Linked DNA regions of Mus musculus: regions 1, 2, 3, 5, 6 and 7 are each linked to region 4. The links are chromatin contacts, called in public Hi-C, HiChIP or PLAC-seq and promoter capture Hi-C maps. All regions are on one chromosome and are shown on one strand. Each heading gives the region's core, a stretch centred on a gene start, on an enhancer-like site or on the middle of the called end of the contact. The rest is flanking DNA. Distances are from core to core; before and after follow the strand shown.

Region 1 (2,708 bases), core at 15-2,514, 290 kb before region 4:
CACTTCTACCCCTGAGCCTGCTCTACCCGGTCACCTGCTTTTGCTAGCTCCCAGGGGGGGTTGCTGGCCTCTGACCACAAGAAAGGGAAACTTCTAAAAAGAAAGAAGTGAGGCCACAGGGGGGTGGGGCCCTCACGGGCCTTTGAATGGGCTGAAAGGCCTAAGAGGCCTGGTTAGTCCACATTGTCTGTCCTGGAGACAGGGGCAGGGGCTACAGGCAGAGCAGGGGCCAGGGCAGGTTCAAACTCTGCCATCGAGTCCAGAAAGGGAGAGCTGAATCCCAGCTCTTCCATGAATACCCACCACGAGCACATTAGTCTCAGTTTGCCCCTCTATTGAGTGGGGACAAGTTTCCCTACATCCTCCAGTCTTGAAGGCACTGTCTAGAAAAAGCCCCACAGGACCCGATCCTGGGAAACACTCCACAAAGGCCGGCAGAGAGTCATAGGCTTTTGGGAGGTCCAACCAAATGCCAGGTCCCAGGGGGCCTCTGACACTGACCCACTGTGCAGTCTCCACCCCAGTCCTTCCTCCGAGTGAAATAAATAGCTGGGACATAAAAAAAGAAAAAAGAAAAAAAAAAAGAAAGAAAGAAAGAAGAAAAAGACAGTAGCAGGGGAAAAGAGAGGGGATTCCTGAAGGGCTGGCTAAGGGGTGATCCTGGCATTTTACATGTACATGAAGGGAAGGGGGGCTTGGGCGAGACCCACAGAAGTCCTGGGAAGCTCTGTTGCATTGCCATGGGTCCACCTTCTGGGGCCTCCGGGATCTCAGTAGGGGAGGCCGTCTGTTCTTTCACACAGAAGTAGGTGAGCCGGCTATCCTGAGCACAGCGTGCCAAACCCCTGCTCCCACTGCTTATGGTATAGAGATGAGCGATGGAGCCCCTGCAACAGTCTCGGACTGCCTCCGATGTCCCGGGATTGCAAGGAGCTGGGGTCGGGTCTCTGTCCCAGTCCTAGGGTTGCATGGAGCTGGGGTCGGGTCTCTGTCCCAGACCCTGAAGTTGCACAGAGCTGCGATCGGGTCTCTGCCCCAGTCGCGGGATTGTACGGAGCTGGGGTCGGGTCCCTGTCCCAGTCTCGGGGTTGCACGGAGCTGGGGTCTGCTTCCCTCACCCCAGTGCTGGGATTGCACAGAGCTAGGGGAGACTTACCTGCGACCCGAGAACCGGGCGCCCGGGACGCTCCACGCGGCGCCGCCTCCCGGGAGCAGGAGCCCGAGGCAGAGCAGCGTCCAGGCCCGCGGGCCGCCCATGCTGTCGTCCCCACCGCAGCCGCGGGCGCGCAGAGCCGGTTCCGGGCGGAGCAGGGCGGGGGCGCTCGGCTTCGCCCGCCCCTCGCCCCCCGCCCCCCGCCAACCCGGAAGCCGTCCGCGCCCCCGCCAGGACGCCCTCCAGGTGCCCACCTGAGCCGCAGACTGGGAAACTGAGGCCCTGGCCGCACCCGCCCCCTCGTCCCCGCAACGCTGCCAGGACCTGAACCCACCACTCCAGAGCGATCGCCTCTGGACGCACATCTTTGACATCTTTGCGGAACTGGGTTCCCGAAACACACAGGATCTTCCCATCGACCTAACACAGGCTTCCTGCGCGAGCTGTGCCATTGTCCCAGGCATCTCACCCCATACATCCTGCCCTGACTAAAGCTTTCATCACTCCGTGTTGGGCTGGCTAGGTCGCCCATGTTACGGAGGAGAAACCCGAGGCTCAGGTGCTCCCGCGTCCCCTAAGTGCAGTGACCCTTATACCTGTTTTACAGGGAGACACTAAGGCCCAGAGCACTCTGGCAGAGTAACCCCAGACCCACAATCCCCTCATCTCAGTGTTGGGGTCTAAGCACAAGTGTAGACAGCATTTTGGCATAGGCCTCAATTTCCCATTCCCTAAGGTAAGGACTGGCTGAGAGCAGAGGGCCTGGGTGGGACTCAGGCACATTCCACGCGGCATAGCAGGTGCGAGGAGTTTGCCTGTGCTGACATGATAGACTATTTGTGTGCATGGATAATGTTGTATGCATGCACGGCGCTGTAAACATGTATGTGCTGAATCTGTGTGTACACGATGTGTTTGTGAGCATGGGCAGTATTTGCTTATGTACGCCATATTTGAATGAACAATGTATGTGTTTGTGTGGTGGGCATGTGTATGCATGTATGTCTGTGTACACGTGAGATGCCTGTATGCATGCATATCATGTTTGTGTACACGTGTGCATGTGTGTGTATATGAACATGTGTGTATATGAACATATATGTACATATATGTACACACATATATGTACATATATGTACACACATATATGTACATATATGTACACACATATATGTACATATGTGTGTATATGAAGTATGATTTTCTTTCTTTCTTTCTCTTTCTTTCTTTCTTTCTTTCTTTCTTTCTTTCTTTCTTTCTTTTAGATGAGCTCTCTATATGTCCTGGCTTGGTCTGGAACAAATACACACACACACACACACACACACACACACACACACACACACATATATAATATGGCTAGCTTTCATTTCACAGAGGTCTGTCTGCCTCTGCCTCCTGCATGCTGGGTTCGATACTGTGCCCAGCTCTACACAAGAGCAGAGTCGTCACCAAGGGAGGTCACAGAAGACGTCTACTGCACGCCCCAGCAGTGAGCAGCCTAGGTCAGGGAATCTTTGCCCAGCTCAGCTGTGCAAGGGGCCATGCTCCTGTG
Region 2 (2,777 bases), core at 175-2,674, 450 kb after region 4:
CATGCGGAAGGCACTCAGGATGGCTTCCTCGGGGTCCGTCCCTGGAGGGGGGGGCGGGGCGAGGCAGCCAAGTGAACTCTCAGATCCCCTGCCGCGAGGCCCCACCCAGGATGAACTTGGAGTACAAGGGAGCTTCTTTGTACTGGGGCCTGAAGGGCTCCGGCTATACCGAGTGAATAAAGGTGGGGTGGGGTAGATTGGAGGGTGCAGAAGAGACTTGAGTCGGAATTCAGAGTGTTTCTTGGGCATCAAAGGGGTTGGCAGGCCCGGCTGGGAAGTCAAAACTGTGATTAGGAAGTGGATATTTCCTGAACCCAAGCCAGTTCAGGCGCTCCACATCCTCTGCGTTGGCCCTGGGCAGGCAGGGTGCACAGGTTTCAGGGGAGTTAGGTTGAGCCTCACGTGGGGCTCCCGGGTCAGGTGAGGTCGGGTTTGCGCTGTGGCTAAGGAGACTCAGACCTCCTGCCAACTCACCATTGAGCTTCTCCCCGAAGAGTGTGAGGAAGACGGTGAAGTTGATGGGACCCTTCCCTTCCTGCAGCATGGCGTCCAGCTCTTCCTCCGGAACACTTACCCTCCCTAGGAGAGTAGGTCTTGAGGTGACCCAGGCCGCCCTCCCGGGCTTCCCAGGCAGTGAGGGCAGAGGCAGGGGCAGCTCTAGCTGTGTGGCAGGTGGGGGAGGGGGATTCCTGCCTGAATGAGGCTAAGTAGGAGAGAAAGGGCGGGGCACTGTCCTCTCTCGGAGCAAGTGCCTGAGGTGAACAAGCCGGGTCCCTGGGAGGTTGCTCCTGGACCCACTCACCGAGCTGGGAATAGGTCTCCTTCAGGTCTGATTTGCAGATGATCCCATCCCTGTTCTGGTCAATGCAGCTGAAGGCCTGTGAGGAGATGGCCTGCAGGTGGGAGCTGCTCACCCCATCTCTTCCAGGGATGGCGGGTAAGGGAGAGTCTCGGGTAGTATGAGCGAGGTTGGAGGCAGGAGCACTGACCCTCAGAGGAGAGCCGTGTGCATGGGGTATGAAGTGGCTCCCCGGATCGGGGAGAGGCTGTTTGGGATAGGCTACTCACTTCCTTGAATTCCTGAATCTGGGCTTGTTCGAACATTGAGAAGACATTAGAAGAGCCACGTTGTGCCTGCTTGGTGGCTGCAGCCTTGCCTCGGGTCCCAGCCTTCCTACTGGCCTGTAATACTGATGATCAGAGGGGTCCTCTCTCCAGTTCTCCAAAGACCTCCTCCCTACCTCATGTAGTCTCGTGGGAGTGCCAGGGAGAGGTGCCTTTCCCCACCCGAGATCACTTCCCTGAGCCCAGCACAGGCACACAAGTCCCTGGCTCTGTCCCAGGGCAGCTCAGAGACTAGCACCTGGGTGTGGCTGGTCTCTTGTTCCCCACCCAGCACTCACCATGATCTGTGGCGGTCTGACTGAGTGATCGTGCCACCCAGCTCTTTATGTCTCAGCCTTATCACCCAGAGGCCCAAATAAGGAGAGGAATGGATGATTGGGCTAAACTTGGAAGCCCCCGCTGGTGGAGAAAGACAGGGCTCCACATAGATCCTATTCACACTCCTGGTAACCTTCAGGCCCCCAAGTGTAACATCCTAGGATCCACCCATCCATCTCTTGTGACCAGGCTCCATGTCTTCCCTGGTCAGAGACGCTCCAAACGTGTGCTAGTCCAGGTCATGGTGGTGTGATTCCCTGTGATGCCTGCATCTGACCGTCCTCTCACCTGACTAGTGCTGTCTATACTCTGGGCTTGGGAAGCAGTACATGATTCTGAGAATGGTCTCTGGCCTGAATCCCCTGGGTCAGATAAAACCCCTGAGTTCTGGCCTGCTGGCCATCTGACAATGGACAGACAGCAGTTCTAACCAGGCTGTGAGCCCCACAGGACCATTGGCTTGATTTGGGGGTAACTCAGGATTGGAGTGACCGAATGCTGCTCTCCCTACATTCAGACATGCGCTCTTCACTCGGCCTGTCCTGCTGAGACGCGCGTACCCACCCTATACGGAATCTTGTGTTTCTTAAGCTCCATCTCAACTCTACCCTCCTCCTCCAAATTCTCTCTGACGTTCCCAACTGAGAGCTGTAGCCTTCTCCTGGGCACCCAGCTTGCTCCACATCTGGAATCCAGAAACCCTGGCACGTGGCAGGCCTACATGATGCTGTTTCACAGGAAAAGTTTTGGGTTCTTATGAAACTGGCCCACAAAGACCATCTCATGTTTCTGAATTTGGGACCAAGGGGCTTTGGTTGCAAGCAGCAGCCGTCAACTTTTGAGGACCTTAGTGTGGCAGAGGAGTCAGAGAAGCTGGACAGCTTAGGGGAGATCATGAGTAGGTCTCTGACTAGGTTCAGTGTTCATCCTCACCCCAATGTGGCTATGCAAGGTGAGTTAGGATATGGGCACTATCTCCTGTTAGGACTCAAGTCCCACTCCATCCTCTTTTATTTTGAGATAGGGTCGGCTATGTAGCCAAGGCTAGCCTGGAACTCACGATGTTTCCCAGGCTGGTGCTGGGATTACAAGTCTGTACCACACACAACTCCAAGGCCTCCTTTTGTATGAATATTTTATAACACCCTCCTAACTACCTGAAAACAAAGTTCAATCATTCAAGTTGGATGTATAAAGAGAGACAAAACAAAACAAACAAACAAACCAGCACAATGCCTCAGATCCCAGTATGTACGAAAAGATGAAAGACTGAAAATCTGTTCCAATGTGTGAGTGTGCCAATATGAGTGTTGTACTCTGTTAATGCAAATGCT
Region 3 (2,877 bases), core at 306-2,805, 360 kb after region 4:
GAACACAGCCCAGGGAGGAGGGGCAGGGGCAGAACCCTCGGGTTGCCGCTAGGCGCTGGAGACGTGGATCACACCCCAACCCCTTCTTAGGATCCCACCGAGTCTAAAGGTCACCCAGAATCTAATATAGACGTCCGGTGTCTACGACCCAGTTGGGACCATAATTGGTAACCTCCCTACACTGCTATGCCCCCCTTCCAGGCCTGTCTACTAGCCCTTGCTCTTCAGTTAGGAGCACCACCACAGGCCTAAGATTTTAAGTAGCTCCATATTTCTGCACTCTGCTGCCTTTTTTTAGCCTATAGAAGACTGAGAGGTGGGGGAACACATGGTTCAGGTCTGTGTGGGTGGATGGACTATGTATTGTACCTGAGGCAAAGGGGCCTCAGAGTCAAGGCACTTTGTACATAGACTTGAGAGAAAAAGAGGAAATGCAGGCAGCACCAGGAGAGAGAGCAAGAGTTTTATAACAGCTCAAGTGGCTTGATTCAGCAGGAAGCCAATACTTGGCGTTGATGGCCAGAGCTCTGACCTCTTTCCCCAGTGGGTGCCAGAAGCCTGCTCTACCTATGATCAGCTCCTGTGGGGTGCCTCAGCTATGCTGTCTGTGCTGACTACATAACTGGAAATGGGACAACACAAAGTATTACAAAACTCCTGCCTCCATCAACTTCTGAAACCCTGACATCTGTAAAATAGCTGAAACCAATGAACCGCAGTGGTTTCTGTCTCACATCTTTCCTGAGAGTAGGCCTCACCTTCCAGATGTTTCACAATGCCCCGAAGGCTGTTCCCATGGGCTGCAATAAGCACTCTCTGGCCAGCCTTAATCTTAGGTGCGATCTCCTCATTCCAGAAGGGCAAAGCCCGGGCAATGGTGTCCTTGAGACTTTCACAGGTAGGCAGCTCCTCAGGCTTCAAGCCTGCATAGCGGCGGTCCTGGGGACAAGGGCACAGGAACATTTCGCTTTTGTTTACTGGGTAGCCCTCCCCCCTGGGCTCCCAACCTTCCAGCTTCCCGGCATCTGGCCCACCTTGCTGATGGAGGTGTAGTAGTTGTGTTTCTCATCCATGGGTGGTGGTGGGGTGTCAAAGGAACGCCTCCAGATCTTCACCTGCTCCTCCCCGTGCTTTGCAGCCGTCTCAGCCTTATTGAGGCCTGTGAGGCCACCATAGTGCCGCTCATTGAGGCGCCAGGTACGCACCACGGGCACCCACATTTGGTCCGTAACATCCAGGATGGTCCAAAGGGTGCGGATTGCCCGCTTCAGCACCGACGTGTAGCAGATGTCAAACTCTATCTTGGCATCTTTGATAGCGGTGGCCCCCCGCTTGGCCTCCTCTGCTCCCTTCTCACTCAGCTCTGCATCAAACCAGCCACAGAAACGGTTCTCTTGGTTCCATAAGCTCTCACCGTGGCGAACCATTACTAGGCGGTGGGTGGTCATGGTGGCGGGGGACACAGGAACTCTAGGTGGCAGCTGCTTGCTTGGCCCTTTAGGCTTTATAACAGTTTTCCCAGCCCCCACCCCAGCCCTAACTGCCAATCAGCATTCCAGGAGATACAGGCAGAGGCAGGCAACCAGTAGCAGAACTGGGGGTGGGGTGTAGTCCAAGGAGCTGAACTTAAAAATAGTCTCACAAAATCATCAGCTCAGATGACAAGCCCCATAACCAGCTGGCACCTGGTAACAAGCCGCATGGGGCTGCAGAACTGGACCAGGGTGAAGGGCAGGAGTCAACCTGGGGGTGTTCTCCATGTGGAGACACTCTTGACATCAGCAGCTTTCAATCACAATTGGCCCTCTCCTGATCGGGTAGAAACAACTATTCCAGGCCCTTTTCTGATATATACATATGTTTAAAGACAGAGTTGAATTGTGTGACTCAAGCTGCAATCTCTCTTCAGTCTCTTAATACAATTAAGAACAAGCGCATCTCAGGAAGAAGTCTAGCCTAGTGTCAAGGTCAAGGGTATGTATAAGATATCCATACAAAGAGGTCAGTGTGTAAGTAAATAAGTAGGCGTGTCTGCAACAGTGATTGTTCTCTGCCCAGGTGCCTGTCCCAGCGTACATGCATTGTCTGTGTTGCTGTGTTGGTGAGACGGAGTGAGCACACACGTTTTACCAGGCAGATACCCCCACCCCACTAAGTATGGAGGATGAGGAGCAGTTGCTTTGAGAGGTGCACAGGATGAGACAGCTCCCCAGATGATACTCAGGTGAGCTAGAAGAACACTGAGGGCAGAGCTGGGAGCCCTACAGGAAGGGTACACTGGGTTGAGGTACCAGTAAAAAACAGAACACCCTAAGGGACTGGAGAGATGGCTCCTCAAGAGCACTTCCAAAGGACCCAGATACAATCTCCAGTACCCACATTGGGCAGCTCACCACTACCTGCAACTATAGCTCCAGGGGCATCCAACAGGTCTGGTCTCAGTGTATACCTGCACTAATGTGCACATTTCCTACCCACAATTAAAAATAAACTTAAAGACATTTTAGAACCTGGTTGTGCACACCTTTAATCCTACCCCCTGCCCAAGTGCTGGGATTAAAGACATGCACCACTGTCACCCCTCTGATGTTGTTTTTTTTTTTTTTTTTTTTTTTTGGCGGGGGGGAGGGGTCAAAACAGGGTTTCTCTGTATAGCACTGGCTGTCCTGGAACTCACTTTGTAGACCAGGCTGGCCTCGAACTCAGAAATCTGCCTGCCTCTGCCTCCCGAGTGCTGGGATTAAAAGCGTGCCCCACCACTGCCCAGCCCCCTGTGTTGTTTTAAAGACAGGCTCTCACTATGCAGCTTTAGCTGGCCTGGTACTTGCTATGTAGACCAGGCTGACCTGGTACAGAGGTCTATAAGGATCTGCATTA
Region 4 (2,798 bases), core at 293-2,792:
GTCCCATCAACTCAAAGCTCTGCGTGCAGCTTCACCCTCCTGTCTACACTCGGAGCTGCTCTGAAGTCATCCCACACAGTCCCTTTTCTCTTCATAATTCACCCAAGAGCAAAGCACCGGAGATCCAAACTATAGGCCTCTAAAGTTCCAAAAGATTCAAAGACGAGCCAACCGTATCAGATCACTCCTACCAGAGGTGCGCCTAACAACCATAAGTGCGCTGCCCTGGAACATGGTAGTGGATAAAAACCATCGTCGAGGGAGCGGGAAATCTATGCAGCTATCCATCCGCTGAGGCTTCGACTGAGAGTCCCTCCTCAAAGACTGGGGACAGCTCAAAGCTCTCCCTAGCCAGCCTCCTTTGGGACGCAGCCCTCTTTCATTTGGAGCAAGGTGGAGGCCCTGTCAGTGAGAGACCCTGGCTCGGGTTTGCAGGCCTCTTCGGTATTAGTCCTTGACCCAGGGGCGAGCCTGCGGTCTTTCTCATCCCCTGTAATCTGAGGCACGGCCACGACAGTGCTCTGCCAATTCCCACTCCTCAGCCAGCTCCGCCTGCTCCCTTCCTGCTGCTGCCCGTCCAGAGCCCTGCCAGAGGGTTGGTGTCTAGGTAAGGCTGCCAGTAGATTTCAGCAAAAATAACCTGAAGATGTGCACCCCGGCAACTGGGTCGCTCCGAAAACGGAGCAAACGTGGATGGAAAAGCAAAGCCTGCGACCTCTAAGAAGTCGCTCCATCCTTCAACTTGTCTCGCCTTTGCAAAGTTGGCATTCAACAGGTAGTTCCCGGGACTTTCACCTGAGGGAGAAAAACGTCCCGCCAACTCAAGAGTGCCGCCCAGGCGCCCATGCCCAGCTCAGCGTCCCCACCCCCACCCCGGCGCGGTGCACCCACCGGAGGCCGAGCCCCCACGTGCGCTCGCCTCAGCCGCCGTGCCCCGGAGGCCCCGTCCCGCCCGCCTGGGAGGGATGCCGCCGGGCTCCGCGCCTCCCCCCCGCCCGCCCGCCCGCTAGCCCGCGGCGGGGTCGGCGGGCGCAGCCCCCGGAGCCATCTTGTGGCGGCGGAGCGCGGGGCCCGGGTGGCTACCTGCACGATCTCGCCCTCGGCGCTGAGCATGGCCCCGGCCCGCGAGAAGCGGCCCGTGAGGCCGGTGGTGTGGGTGGTATAGTCGCCGCTCGGGCTCGACTCGAACAGCACCACCTCCACGAACGCCGTCTCCTTGGCCCGCGCCGCGCCGGGCCCCGCGGCCGCCAGCAGCAGCCCGAGAAGCAGCGGCAGCGGCGGCGGCGGCGGCAGGCGACGACCGCGGGGGCCGCGGCGGAGGCGGCGGCGGCGGCGGCCCGGGGCCCCTGGGCGCCCGCCCGAGCGTGGCCTCATGGTCCTGCGGCGGGAGGGCGCGGAGGGCGGGCGCGGCCGGGCATAGTCGCGGGCCGGCGGAGGACCGAGCGCGGGCGGTCGCCTCACAGCACCATCGCGGCGGCGGCGGCTTTGTGGGTCGCAGGCTCTGCTCCGCTCCCCCGGCCGTCGCGCCGCGGCCCTTTCATCTGCTCCACGTGAGGGGTTATCCCCGCCCCCGCAGCGTCGTGACCCGCTCTCCCCTCCCTCCCCGCGCTCGGCCGCGGCCACCTCCGAGGGGAGCGGGTAGGCGGGGCGGGCGCGCCTGCGGCGAGAGGCGGGGCCCAGAGGCCTCGCCCGCCCCGCCCAATCGACTGAGTCCCGCCCCGACTCCGTTCTTAGCCACGCCCCTCCACCCTTGCTCCGCCCAGGTAGTCTTTTTCGGTCACGCCCCTTCCTCTTAGCCACGCCCCCTGGTCTGTACTCCGCCCTCCGCGGCAGACATTTCTCTTGGCAGTTGCTGGAGTACGGGGAGAGTAAGATCCTCAACCTGTTCCCGGGCGGTTTCGCCCCCTCGGCGCACCCTGCTTTGGTGCCGCAATTAGAGTCATTGGGGCGTCAAAGGCCTCGTCCTTCCGTCCAAGGATGCTTCATCCGCAGCTCCGGCACTGCTGGCCACCCGCACTCGGTGCTCGCGCCCTACCACCTCCAGGGACCGCGAAAGGCCCCGGGCGGTCAGTGGCAGTTTGCAACCCGCCGGGACACGTCCAGTTCTTACGTGGGTGTCACATAGACAGTTACCCTCAACTAAAGGAGTGAGGACAGGTGGCGGAGAACTTGAAGAAGTTATCTAGATTCTAATGGAGTTCATCTTTCCGCAGCCCTGGAGACCGTCTCCAACACTCCCTTCAAATCTCACCATGTGCAGAAGGGCGGAAGAGTCAACACGCTTAATGCACAGACTTCTGGTTGCCAAACATACCAAAGACACGTGCTCCGAACCCAGACGTCCCCAGTCACCCAGAAGATAAACTTTTAATTCTCTTCCCCTTTTTGGAACAGGATTTTTCCTTTCTCAGCAAATCTATGAGACTCACAATCCTCCTTTAAAAGCCACATTCAATTTCTACTTCCTCAGTCGTCTTCCCTCCCTGACCTGAATGGCTTTGTTTAAATATTTGCAAATATTTGGTTAGGGTGATCTGCTTCTACTTGCTACCACACCCAAAATATTAAGACAAAAAGAAAAGTCATTGAGTGTTTCCTTGAGTAATCAGCGCATCGAGGTTACAGTTTAAACTGAAAAGGAATGTTTTGCCAATGTGTTGAATAGAAAATACAATTGAAAAGAAATTCACAGAACTGTGTTACTGTGTTTGGACCACCCAAAGCTTTGGCACAGAAGGTAACTGACAAAGCTAGAGTCATTAGTTTCCCCCAAGCCAAGCTTAATCAGTACTGACTGC
Region 5 (2,844 bases), core at 308-2,807, 390 kb after region 4:
CTCCAGAAAGCCTTCCCAGCCCCTCCTTGATGGGAGAGCACCTCTCCATTGGTCCAACAGGTTCTTAGCTGCAGCCTCACCCACAAGCCACTTGGGCATGTTACCCGCCACCCTCTGCCTCAGGTGCCTTAGTGGCCAGGGCCAGGTGTTTCTGATCTCAATGCTAATTGCTGTTTAGAGACTTGCTTTGTAGGCCAGGCTAGCCTGGAACTCTAGTACCCTTGTACCAGGACTACAGGTTGGCATACCATTCTGCTAAGATTTTAAGACACAAGAATTTTGCCCTATTTATTCAAACCCCAGTAGGCAGACTCTTGTTGTATGTACTTGGAAAGCATCGTATTTATATTTCCTTTACACTGGGAAAATCCAATGCAGGCCACCTTGTCAGGCTGTGGTAAGAATGTAGAGCCACACGAAATCCAAATTGTTATCTCTACTCTTTTAAGTGTAGTCTTGAGCCGGGCGTGGTGGCGCACGTCTTTAATCCCAGCACTTGGAAGGCAGAGGCAGGCAAATTTCTGAGTTCGAGGCCAGCCTGGTCTACAGAGTGAGTTCCAGGACAGCCAGGGCTACACAGAGAAACCCTGTCTCGAAAAAAAACAAAACAAACAAACAAAAAGAATGTTTCATTTGTGGAGGGAGGAGTTAGTTGCAAACAAACTAGCCAGCTACACGGGCACAGGCTCCTTTAGTCTCCTCAATCTCAGTTACTCCACTGCCCTGGGCATTTTCTCTACTGGAGCTAGTTGGTGACGTCTGCAAACTCAGGACATCTTTGACCGCTGGCTCATTGGAGGGAATGCAGCTAGCAAATATTTCTCACTAACCATTCTTTCTTTTATAGCTCTTTAAGAAGCCTCTGACTCGATGGCATCCTTTCAAAAAGAGGAACTCCGGGTTGGAGACCGTACCGCAACCGCGAAGTACCGAGGCTGGCTTGGAACCCAAAGCCGCAGGTGCTGCTTGCTGTCACAGCTGCGCGCCAGCTCCCGCCCTGGGCCACAGTAAGTCCCTACCCTGGGGTGACGGGCACAATTACACCAGCTCCCGGAGGGGGATGGCATCCCACCACCATCGGGGCCTCCCGGGAGCCGCACACCTGTAAGCATCTAGGACGCGGAAGCCTTTGGACCGCGCCAGGCGGGTGAGGAAGGCCCGGCGGCTGCGGCCCATTCGCGGCTCCGCAAGGTAGATGGCCACATCCGGGAAGCGCACCACCGAGGGCGGCGTGGAAGAGGCTACCGCGCTGTGTGGGGACCCAGCTCGCACTCGCCGTCGCTTCGGAAGCATCTGGGCACCAACTCTGGAAGCACAGGAAGCCGCAGAACGAAGGAAGGCAGGGTCATGAAAGAAGGCGGAAGGAGGAGAGAGGAAGTGGTGTCTGCTCTATGCAAACGAGACGCCCTCTAGGATGCTTTTGGCTTCCCATCGGAAGCCCCAGTTCTATGCAAATAACGCCCGAGGATTCTTATTTGAACTACTCTCATAGAAAGCCCCAGTGGTTTCCCAGACCTTAGAGTAGCCTGGGCCCGTAGGCGGGGCTTCGCCTCGTACTGGGCGGGCACTTTTCTCCTCTCGGGGGCGGAGTCTCGGCCTCTCTTCCTCGCCCCCGAGGGCGGGGTCTCAGGTTATCCTGGCCATATGAGAAGTCCTGGATAACCCTCCACTGCCTCTGCTGGTGACAGAGCGCCCACGCCACTTCCCCTGGGTATGCAGAGGGGAACGGAGTTTGAGTAGTATACATGTGAGCTGGTGGAGGGTGAAAACGTTTTCCAATGTAACGAACAGCATTGGGACAGCTGGCGTTCCATTTGGAAAGTTAAGTCTGCAACCCTATAGGTTGGAACAATAATATGAACTAACCAGTACTCCCAGATCTCATGTCTCTAGCTGCATATGTAGCGGAAGATGGCTTAGTCGGCCATCATTGGGAAGAGAGGCCCCTTGGTCTTGCAAACTTTATATGCCTCAGTACAGGGGAACACCAGGGCCAAGAAGTGGGAGTGAGTGGGTAGGGGAACAGGGCGGGGGAGGGTATAGGGGACTTTCGGGATAGCATTTGAAATGTAAAGTAAGAAAACACCTAATAAAAAATTGGGGAAAAAAAAAAAAAGACTAGATCCCAGTGGAAGTGAACAGAAATGGTTTCTATGTGCCCTTTTTCCCCGATTGAAGAAAAATAATTCCAGTGGCTCTTCATCTGGAACAGCATTATTTATGGATTTTATAGATTAAACTTATTAAAATTCCTTTATAGTTACATTAGGAAGGATTTTGAGTCCTGATTGATACCCTTTGTTCAGTTATTTCACTGGATCTTTTGTCAGAAATGTTCCTATGCCCCATTATGCCATAGTCAAAAAAAAAAAAAAAAAATTGGCCCCCTTACAAACTGCTTAACATTAAGCAGATCTCAGACGGATCAGCAATCATTTAAATCCGAAAAAGAAACCAAAGCTATATTAGTGACACTCGATTTTTTTTAATTTTTAAAAATATTTATTAGATGTATTTATTTTTATTTTCTGTGTCTTCGTGTTTTACTTGCATGTGTAGCTGTACCCCACGTACATGTTTGGTGCCGTCGAGTGAGAATGTTTCAGATCCTTGGAACTTGAGTTAAGAACATTTGTGAGCCGCTGCCCCTGTGAATGCTGGGAATCTAACTCAGGTCCTCAGCAGGAACAAGTGCTCTTAACCAATAAGTCATCTCTCTAGCCCCTTAAAAAAATTTTTTTTTAATTATGTGCTTAATTGTTTTGCCTGAATGCATGCATGTACACCACGTGTATGCCTGGTGCGGGCAGAGATCTTGAACTGCAGTTAAAGATGGCTGGGAAC
Region 6 (2,712 bases), core at 155-2,654, 460 kb before region 4:
TGTGCATGTACCTGTGCTTGCATGGTCAGAAGAGGGTTTTAGATCCTCTTGGACTATAGTCACAGATGCCATGAGCTGCCATGTGGGTGCTGTGAGCTGCCATGTGGGTTCTGGGAATGAACCCCTGTTATCTGGAAGAGCAGCCAGTGTTTTTAACTGCTGAACCATCTCTTCACCCCAGCATCTGGAATTCTATTTTGTCTATTTTATCAATTTGCCATAACTATTTTATCAATTTGTCATAATTATATTATGACAAAACTTTAAAGAATGTAAAAACAGCTGGGTGTGGTTGTGCACACCTTTAAACCCAACACTGTGAGACAGAGGCAGGCAGACTTCTGCTTGGTTTTTCAGTTTCCAGGTCAGCCAAGGTGACAGCGATTCAGTTGTTAGAGTGCTTGCATAGGATGTAAAAGCTCTGAGTTAGATCCCAGCACTACATAGACCAGGCATGATAGTACATCACTGTGAGCTCAACAATGGGGCTGGCTTGGGTTACACAGCAAGAGCTTGTCTCAAATCAATAACACACAAATAATAAAATAAAAAGGCAGACATATTACATCTAGGAGGATAACCAAGTGTTAAAAAACGATTTTCTCAGGAGCCTACGTGTTTTGGTTTTGCCTTTTTTCCTTACTAATATATTTCTTTTTTTTTTAAAAAGAATTATTTATTTTGTGTGTATGAGTACAACACTGTCGCTGTCTTCAGACACACTAGAAGAAGGCATGGGATCCCATTACAGATGGTTGTAAGCCACAGTGTGGTTGCTGGGAACTGAACTCAGGTCCTCTGGAAGACCAGCCAGTGTTCTTAATCACTGAGCCATCTCTCCAGCCCCCACTAATATATTTCTTTTTTTCTGCAATGCAGATATTATTGGTTTAATAAAAATGCTAGAATAGAAGTTTTATAATGTTTTAAAGGGGATGAACACAAGTTATCTATTAGAAAGAGAAAATTAATAGGACCAAAGTCAGGAATGAAATGGCTGTATCAGTTGAGGTCTCACTGTGAAGTATCCCTTGGATAAGAAGTCTTGGACGTAGCTTATGTTTTCCTTTTAGAACAATGAATTTTCCAAGGGCAGCAGAAAAAGTCTCGTTTTAGCCTAGCAGACAGGCGCAGTCCAGCAGCTGATCAGATTTGTAGCTCCGACTTTCCCTTTTCCTAAGACAACGTTGGCCTCAGTCTTCCCATCTGTAACTCAGAAAGAGATGAACTTTAAAGTCTTCCAAGACCCTTTCGATTCCATGGTGTTTGAGAGGGAGCCTGGCCAGGGATTCTGAGCAAGGGTATCCCAGCCTGAACTTAGCCGCTTGGCCCGCCCAGGCCCTCAATTCTCATAAAAGCCGGCTCTGCTAAGGCCCCGCCCTTCCCACACAGGCCCCGCCCAACAGGTCCCCAGCCCCTCCCGCCAGGTTGCACCCTCGACCCCGCCCCCGGGGTGTGCGTCCACCGGAAGTTCCGCGCACGGGCCTCTTACTTCCGCTCGGCAGGTGACAGCCGTGGAGCTTGGAGCCGCCGGCTGCTGCGACGCACCGGAGGAGAGGGAGGCGGAGGCTGCGGACATTTTGCTGCTGAAGCGAGCCGAGCCGCGGCACCCGGAGCCGTTTGGATTTGTGGGTGAGGAAAAAGGCAGCCCGGCGAGATAGGAAAACAAACAAACCCGAAGGGGTCCGAGGAGTGGGGGGGGTCTGCGAGGTCAGAGGTCACGGAGAGGACGCTGCGCTGGAGGGTTGCGAGCCGCGAGAGGGCGAAGGTGAAAGGCCTGCGTGCTCATTCATTCCCGACGGCTTGGCGGCCCGGCGTCAAGCCGTCCGTCATTTCAGGTCCGCAGTCCGGTTCGGAGAGACTCCTGCACTTAGGCCTCCCCTGCGCCCTGCTTGTCCCTTCCCACTCCTCGGCCAACCTCAGGCCTCCTCGTTCAGGGCCTTATCTCTTAGCCGCCGCCCCCCCAAAACGGGGCAAACATCTAGAAATGGCCTTCTGCCACCCGCCCCTCGTCCTTTGGATCCTCAGGGACACGTTGACAGAATGGGAGCACTTGTCTTAGTTCTAACACCACAAGAATGTCTTGTCACTGGTTCTCCAGCCCTTCCTGACTTCGAACCTCTGTGCTAAGCACTTTGTGTACTGAGCTCACAGCTGCCTCTGTAAGGTAGCTACTGTTGCTTTCCCCCTCTCACTCGCGAGGACACCGAGGCACGGGAGGTTAAATGACACACGGAAGGTCATTCGAGTAGTAGAGGCAAAATCAGGCTTCCTATGTAGGTCTCCAGAGACCTTCAAAGCTCGGGGAGAAAGGCACCTGGAGCTGGCTTGGGGTCTAGAAGTGACTTGATATATTGTCGCCAATATATTGTGTGAGTTGGTGTCAGGATGCAGCCTTCTCACCTGTCGTCTGATCCGATGTTTAGGAGGAGCTGTTGATACACTTTCAACTTAGGAGGCTGTTCGGCCAGGTTGTTTTTGTCAGTGTTTTGGCTCTCAGGTCTTCCTGCCTATTGGGCTATTCTTGGAATTGATATCCAGACAACCCCTTCATCCCGTTTGCACTTTATTCGTTTTGCAGTAAAGAGGGGAACAACGGGGCCCCTTGGGGGATCTTTTGGTCCTAGGTTCTAGGGGAACAGGCCCACAGGATGGCCTTTGGCCTGTCATGGTGCCTGGGATGACTGGTCTGCGTGGGAGATGGGAAGGCGA
Region 7 (2,981 bases), core at 286-2,785, 380 kb before region 4:
ATGGGACACCCAATGTGGATATCAGAAGACTCACCAGCTCATCAAGGTTTCGAAGGTCATTGGGCGTCATGCGGGGTGTGCGGGTGGGAACCCCTGGTACAGTGGCAATTTCAGTGACATCCTCTTCAGCAGCAGGGACGCTGGAAACCTGAGGGGTAGCTCGAAGCTCCCGCTCGATCTCCTGCTCGAACTGTACCAGCCTCGGGGCAAGCAGGCCAAGGCGCGCCCCACGCCGGGCGACCTCCAGCAGGCAGAGCACCACACTCTTCTCGTTCTTGCGTAGCACCAGGTCCTCTGTCTCAAACATGAGCACTTCAGGCACGCCCAGCTCAGCCCGGCACCAGCCGATGAAAGAGGCCACGTTGTCTCGGGCCATGAAGGAGCCAGGCGCCACACTGTGTGCCTGGAAGGCCACACCTCGGGTTGGACGGGCAGCAGCCAGAGCCCGGGCAGCCTCGGTGACAGCGTTGGCATGTTGGCACAGGGTTGTGCCTGTGGCCAGCCCCGTGAGGAAGCCATCGCCACTGCCGGGGAGACCTAGACTGTACAAAGCATTGAGCCAATCGGCCAGGTCTTCCTTCATGGCTTCCACATAGGCCTCACTGGATCGGAAGGGTCGCACACTCTTGGCGGCAGAGCCTGCGATGCCCGCCACTGGGTTCGCCATGCCCAGAGCCAGTGGAGTCACTGTGGGGACATAGGTCAGGATTGCTGTGAAGACTCGAAAGGGTTCAGAATGGTCCACCTCTACCAGCCCGCCACTCAGGGGAGACGCTAAGTTTAAGAGCAAGCTGTGAACAAGCAAACGTAGCACCACATTGTTCTCACGGTGCCATGACCTGCTTTAAGGGACTCAGTAACATTTACACCATTGTAGTGTTTATGTTTGCTGTCTGGCTGGTCGGGAGAGGGTGGCTGGGGACAAGTTGGCACCCACGAGGAAGAAATGCCATTTAAAAACATGAAGACATGTGGGTAGGGAGGGACAGGAGAGGAGCCTCGCCCAGAACCACGGAGAGACTGTTTCCATTGCTCAGCCCATAACCTGCACGAAGTCCCGCCTTTCCCTTCTCCTCTCCGCTAAGGGCCGCGCCACAGGCTGAGCGGCGACCGCGTCTCCATTCTACAGATGAGGAAACTGAGGCGCAGTAAGGGCAGGCATTCGCCGAAGGTCGCAGAGCAGTGGGTGGAGGAATCGGGTCACCCAGGCAGGCCGGATTCCTGCTGCGAAAAGCCGCCCGAGCTGGTGCCTGAAAGGCCGGGACTCCGAACGGCCCCCGCGAGCCTCCGCAGTGCTCGAGGCCTGGTCCAGAGAGGGTGAGTGCCCAGTCAGGGTCACACAGCCCTGGGAAGCAGAGAGCCCGCACCGCCCGGCCCACCTCCAGGCACTCTGGCTAGGGCTCCTGGGGGTCCCCGCGCTCACCTGGCTCACCCCGCCGCCCCGGGGAGCATCGCCCCGGCGGGGCCGGAGCCGGGCCGCGCCGCCGCACACAGGCGTCGCCCGAGATCGCTGCTTCCAGGCGTCCGCTCTGCCCCGCCCCCCTGGAATTTGGATCCGGCCAGGAAGGGGCGGAGCTGCGCTCTTAAAGGGGCCGTGCCTTTCTCGGGCCTTAGGCCCTAAGGCATCACCCCCACCTCACCCCCCCTTTAACTCCGGGTCTGGGTCTTCCTAGGCGGGGTTCAGATCCTTTCAGCTGTCCTTCCCCCGTGACAGTGGCCTCCCCGGAAGCGATAGGGGCCGGGGACTGCAGAGTCACCTCCGTCCCGGGTGGACCTCTGCAAGTCAGATAACTGGGTGCTCTTCCTGCAGGACGGCCCAGGGATAGCTTAAGGTACAAGGACGATGAGGCTCAGGGATCGGAAGGTGGCTGCGGGTTAGGTTAAAAGAGGGGGTGTGGCAGGGGCAACTACACGCCTTAGGAGGAACCTGGAAGATCTAGGGAATCCTGCCCCCTACTGTCGCCCGAGAGAGGAGTGAGATGCTGGAGAGAGACTGGAAATCTTGTGGGGGTGTGTGGACTTAATTTTAACTCAGATCAAGGAAGGAGGCGACGGAGGAAGCTGAGAGTCATCTAGAGGGAAAGTTTTTCACACTGAGGAAGCCTATCTCAAAAAAAGGAAAGGAAGGAAGAAGGAAAGAAAAATGGGTAGGTTTGCAAGGCTGAAGTGGTGAAACATTAGGGCCTTGTGGACCATGCTTTTCAAAGGTCATGGAAGAGAGGTTTATTTGTTTGTTTTTTTTTAAAGATTTATTTATTATATGTAAGTTCACTGTAGCTGTCCTCAGATACTCCAGAAGAGGGCATCAGATTTTGTTACGGATGGTTGTGAGCCACCATGTGGTTGCTGGGATTTGAACTCCGGATCTTCGGAAGAGCAGTTGGTGCTCTTAACCACTGAGCCATCTCCCCAGCCCCCGGTTTATTTGTTAATTATTATTAAATTATTATTGTTGGAGTTTGTTGTGGTTTTGAGGCAGGATCTCACTATGTAGACCAGGCTGGCCTGGAACTCCCTATATAGACCAGGCTGGCCTCAAAAGTCATAGAGATCTGCCTGTCTCTGCCGCCTGAGTGCTGGGATTAAAGGAATGTTCCACCATGTCATTACTTTTACAGAGTTCTGCTATGTAGCCTGAGCTGGCTTTGAACTCATGGTGTGCTCTCTCTGTTGGGATCCCAGGCCTCTCTCTAAGGAGGAATTTAGGAGAGGCTGACGTAGCAGCCATAAGGGCTCCTGTAACTGCTGTTGTTGCAGCGTCAGGGTCAGGGTCAGGGAAGCCTCTGAGGGAGGCAAGTGGTTTAGGTTGAATGGGGAGAGGGGATGCTGGATCTTGACTGCCTGTTGAAAACTGATGATGTATGTTAGTGAGGTGAGTGTGTGAGTATAGATGAGGGAGAAATCCCAGGTTTGGGGGTGAACATTGTGGACACGGAGTTGTTAAACAAAAAAAAAAAAAAAAATAACACCTAGCAGGGAGT

The links. Promoter capture Hi-C pulls out the DNA fragments that hold promoters and counts their contacts. A called contact is a pair of places that touch in the nucleus more often than the background predicts. HiChIP or PLAC-seq counts read pairs in DNA pulled down with a chosen protein or histone mark. Capture Hi-C pulls out chosen DNA fragments and counts their contacts.
Region 1: a contact with region 4 is called in a promoter capture Hi-C map of embryonic stem cells. The contact joins the promoter of Emid1 here to the promoter of Znrf3 in region 4. A contact is called at or near these places in 20 of 39 promoter capture datasets (the 3T3-L1 cell line, 3T3-L1-derived adipocytes, the C10 cell line and 15 more), 1 of 15 datasets of contacts at CTCF or cohesin (large pre-B cells), 5 of 484 Hi-C or Micro-C datasets (bone marrow-derived macrophages and embryonic stem cells), 13 of 115 datasets of contacts at active chromatin or transcription factors (double positive thymocytes, effector CD8 T cells, embryonic hindbrain and 7 more) and 3 of 9 other capture datasets (adipose tissue, embryonic stem cells and liver).
Region 2: an H3K4me3 HiChIP or PLAC-seq map of embryonic stem cells shows a contact between it and region 4, with 3 times the contacts expected there. The contact joins the promoter of Myl7 here to the promoter of Znrf3 in region 4. A contact is called at or near these places in 1 of 39 promoter capture datasets (pre-B cells) and 2 of 115 datasets of contacts at active chromatin or transcription factors (embryonic limb bud and embryonic stem cells).
Region 3: a contact with region 4 is called in an HNF4G HiChIP or PLAC-seq map of pancreatic cancer cells. The contact joins the promoter of Pgam2 here to the promoter of Znrf3 in region 4. A contact is called at or near these places in 6 of 39 promoter capture datasets (the C10 cell line, the HPC-7 cell line, the SN4741 cell line and 3 more) and 1 of 115 datasets of contacts at active chromatin or transcription factors (pancreatic cancer cells).
Region 5: a contact with region 4 is called in a FOXA1 HiChIP or PLAC-seq map of pancreatic cancer cells. The contact joins the promoter of Polm here to the promoter of Znrf3 in region 4. A contact is called at or near these places in 1 of 39 promoter capture datasets (cranial neural crest) and 3 of 115 datasets of contacts at active chromatin or transcription factors (effector CD8 T cells, memory CD8 T cells and pancreatic cancer cells).
Region 6: a contact with region 4 is called in a promoter capture Hi-C map of adipose tissue, with 2.0 times the contacts expected there. The contact joins the promoter of Ap1b1 here to the promoter of Znrf3 in region 4. A contact is called at or near these places in 2 of 39 promoter capture datasets (the C10 cell line and pre-B cells), 1 of 484 Hi-C or Micro-C datasets (LSK cells), 3 of 115 datasets of contacts at active chromatin or transcription factors (effector CD8 T cells, memory CD8 T cells and microglia) and 1 of 9 other capture datasets (adipose tissue).
Region 7: a contact with region 4 is called in a Hi-C map of nephron progenitors, with 3 times the contacts expected there. The contact joins the promoter of Gas2l1 here to the promoter of Znrf3 in region 4. A contact is called at or near these places in 2 of 39 promoter capture datasets (the 3T3-L1 cell line and neural stem cells), 2 of 484 Hi-C or Micro-C datasets (muscle stem cells and nephron progenitors), 6 of 115 datasets of contacts at active chromatin or transcription factors (the 230-238 cell line, effector CD8 T cells, large pre-B cells and 2 more) and 2 of 9 other capture datasets (adipose tissue and liver).

What each region holds. Positions count from the first base shown.
Region 1 is chr11:5,150,966-5,153,673 of GRCm38.p6, forward strand. It overlaps Emid1 (EMI domain containing 1), which reads right to left and starts at 1,265. Exons shown (of 15, transcript NM_080595.3): 1 at 1,157-1,265. The coding sequence starts at 1,257.
Region 2 is chr11:5,897,358-5,900,134 of GRCm38.p6, forward strand. It overlaps Myl7 (myosin, light polypeptide 7, regulatory), which reads right to left and starts at 1,425. Exons shown (of 7, transcript NM_022879.2): 1 at 1,404-1,425; 2 at 1,069-1,182; 3 at 803-878; 4 at 475-579; 5 at 1-41. The coding sequence starts at 1,406.
Region 3 is chr11:5,802,241-5,805,117 of GRCm38.p6, forward strand. It overlaps Pgam2 (phosphoglycerate mutase 2), which reads right to left and starts at 1,556. Exons shown (of 3, transcript NM_018870.3): 1 at 1,035-1,556; 2 at 759-939. The coding sequence starts at 1,448.
Region 4 is chr11:5,443,305-5,446,102 of GRCm38.p6, forward strand. Znrf3 (zinc and ring finger 3) reads right to left here and starts at 1,543. Exons shown (of 9, transcript NM_001080924.2): 1 at 1,084-1,543. The coding sequence starts at 1,374.
Region 5 is chr11:5,836,459-5,839,302 of GRCm38.p6, forward strand. It overlaps Polm (polymerase (DNA directed), mu), which reads right to left and starts at 1,558. Exons shown (of 11, transcript NM_017401.2): 1 at 1,103-1,558. The coding sequence starts at 1,293.
Region 6 is chr11:4,985,420-4,988,131 of GRCm38.p6, forward strand. Ap1b1 (adaptor protein complex AP-1, beta 1 subunit) reads left to right here and starts at 1,405. Exons shown (of 21, transcript NM_007454.3): 1 at 1,405-1,632.
Region 7 is chr11:5,063,792-5,066,772 of GRCm38.p6, forward strand. Gas2l1 (growth arrest-specific 2 like 1) reads right to left here and starts at 1,536. Exons shown (of 7, transcript NM_144560.3): 1 at 1,424-1,536; 2 at 1,046-1,303; 3 at 35-687. The coding sequence starts at 667.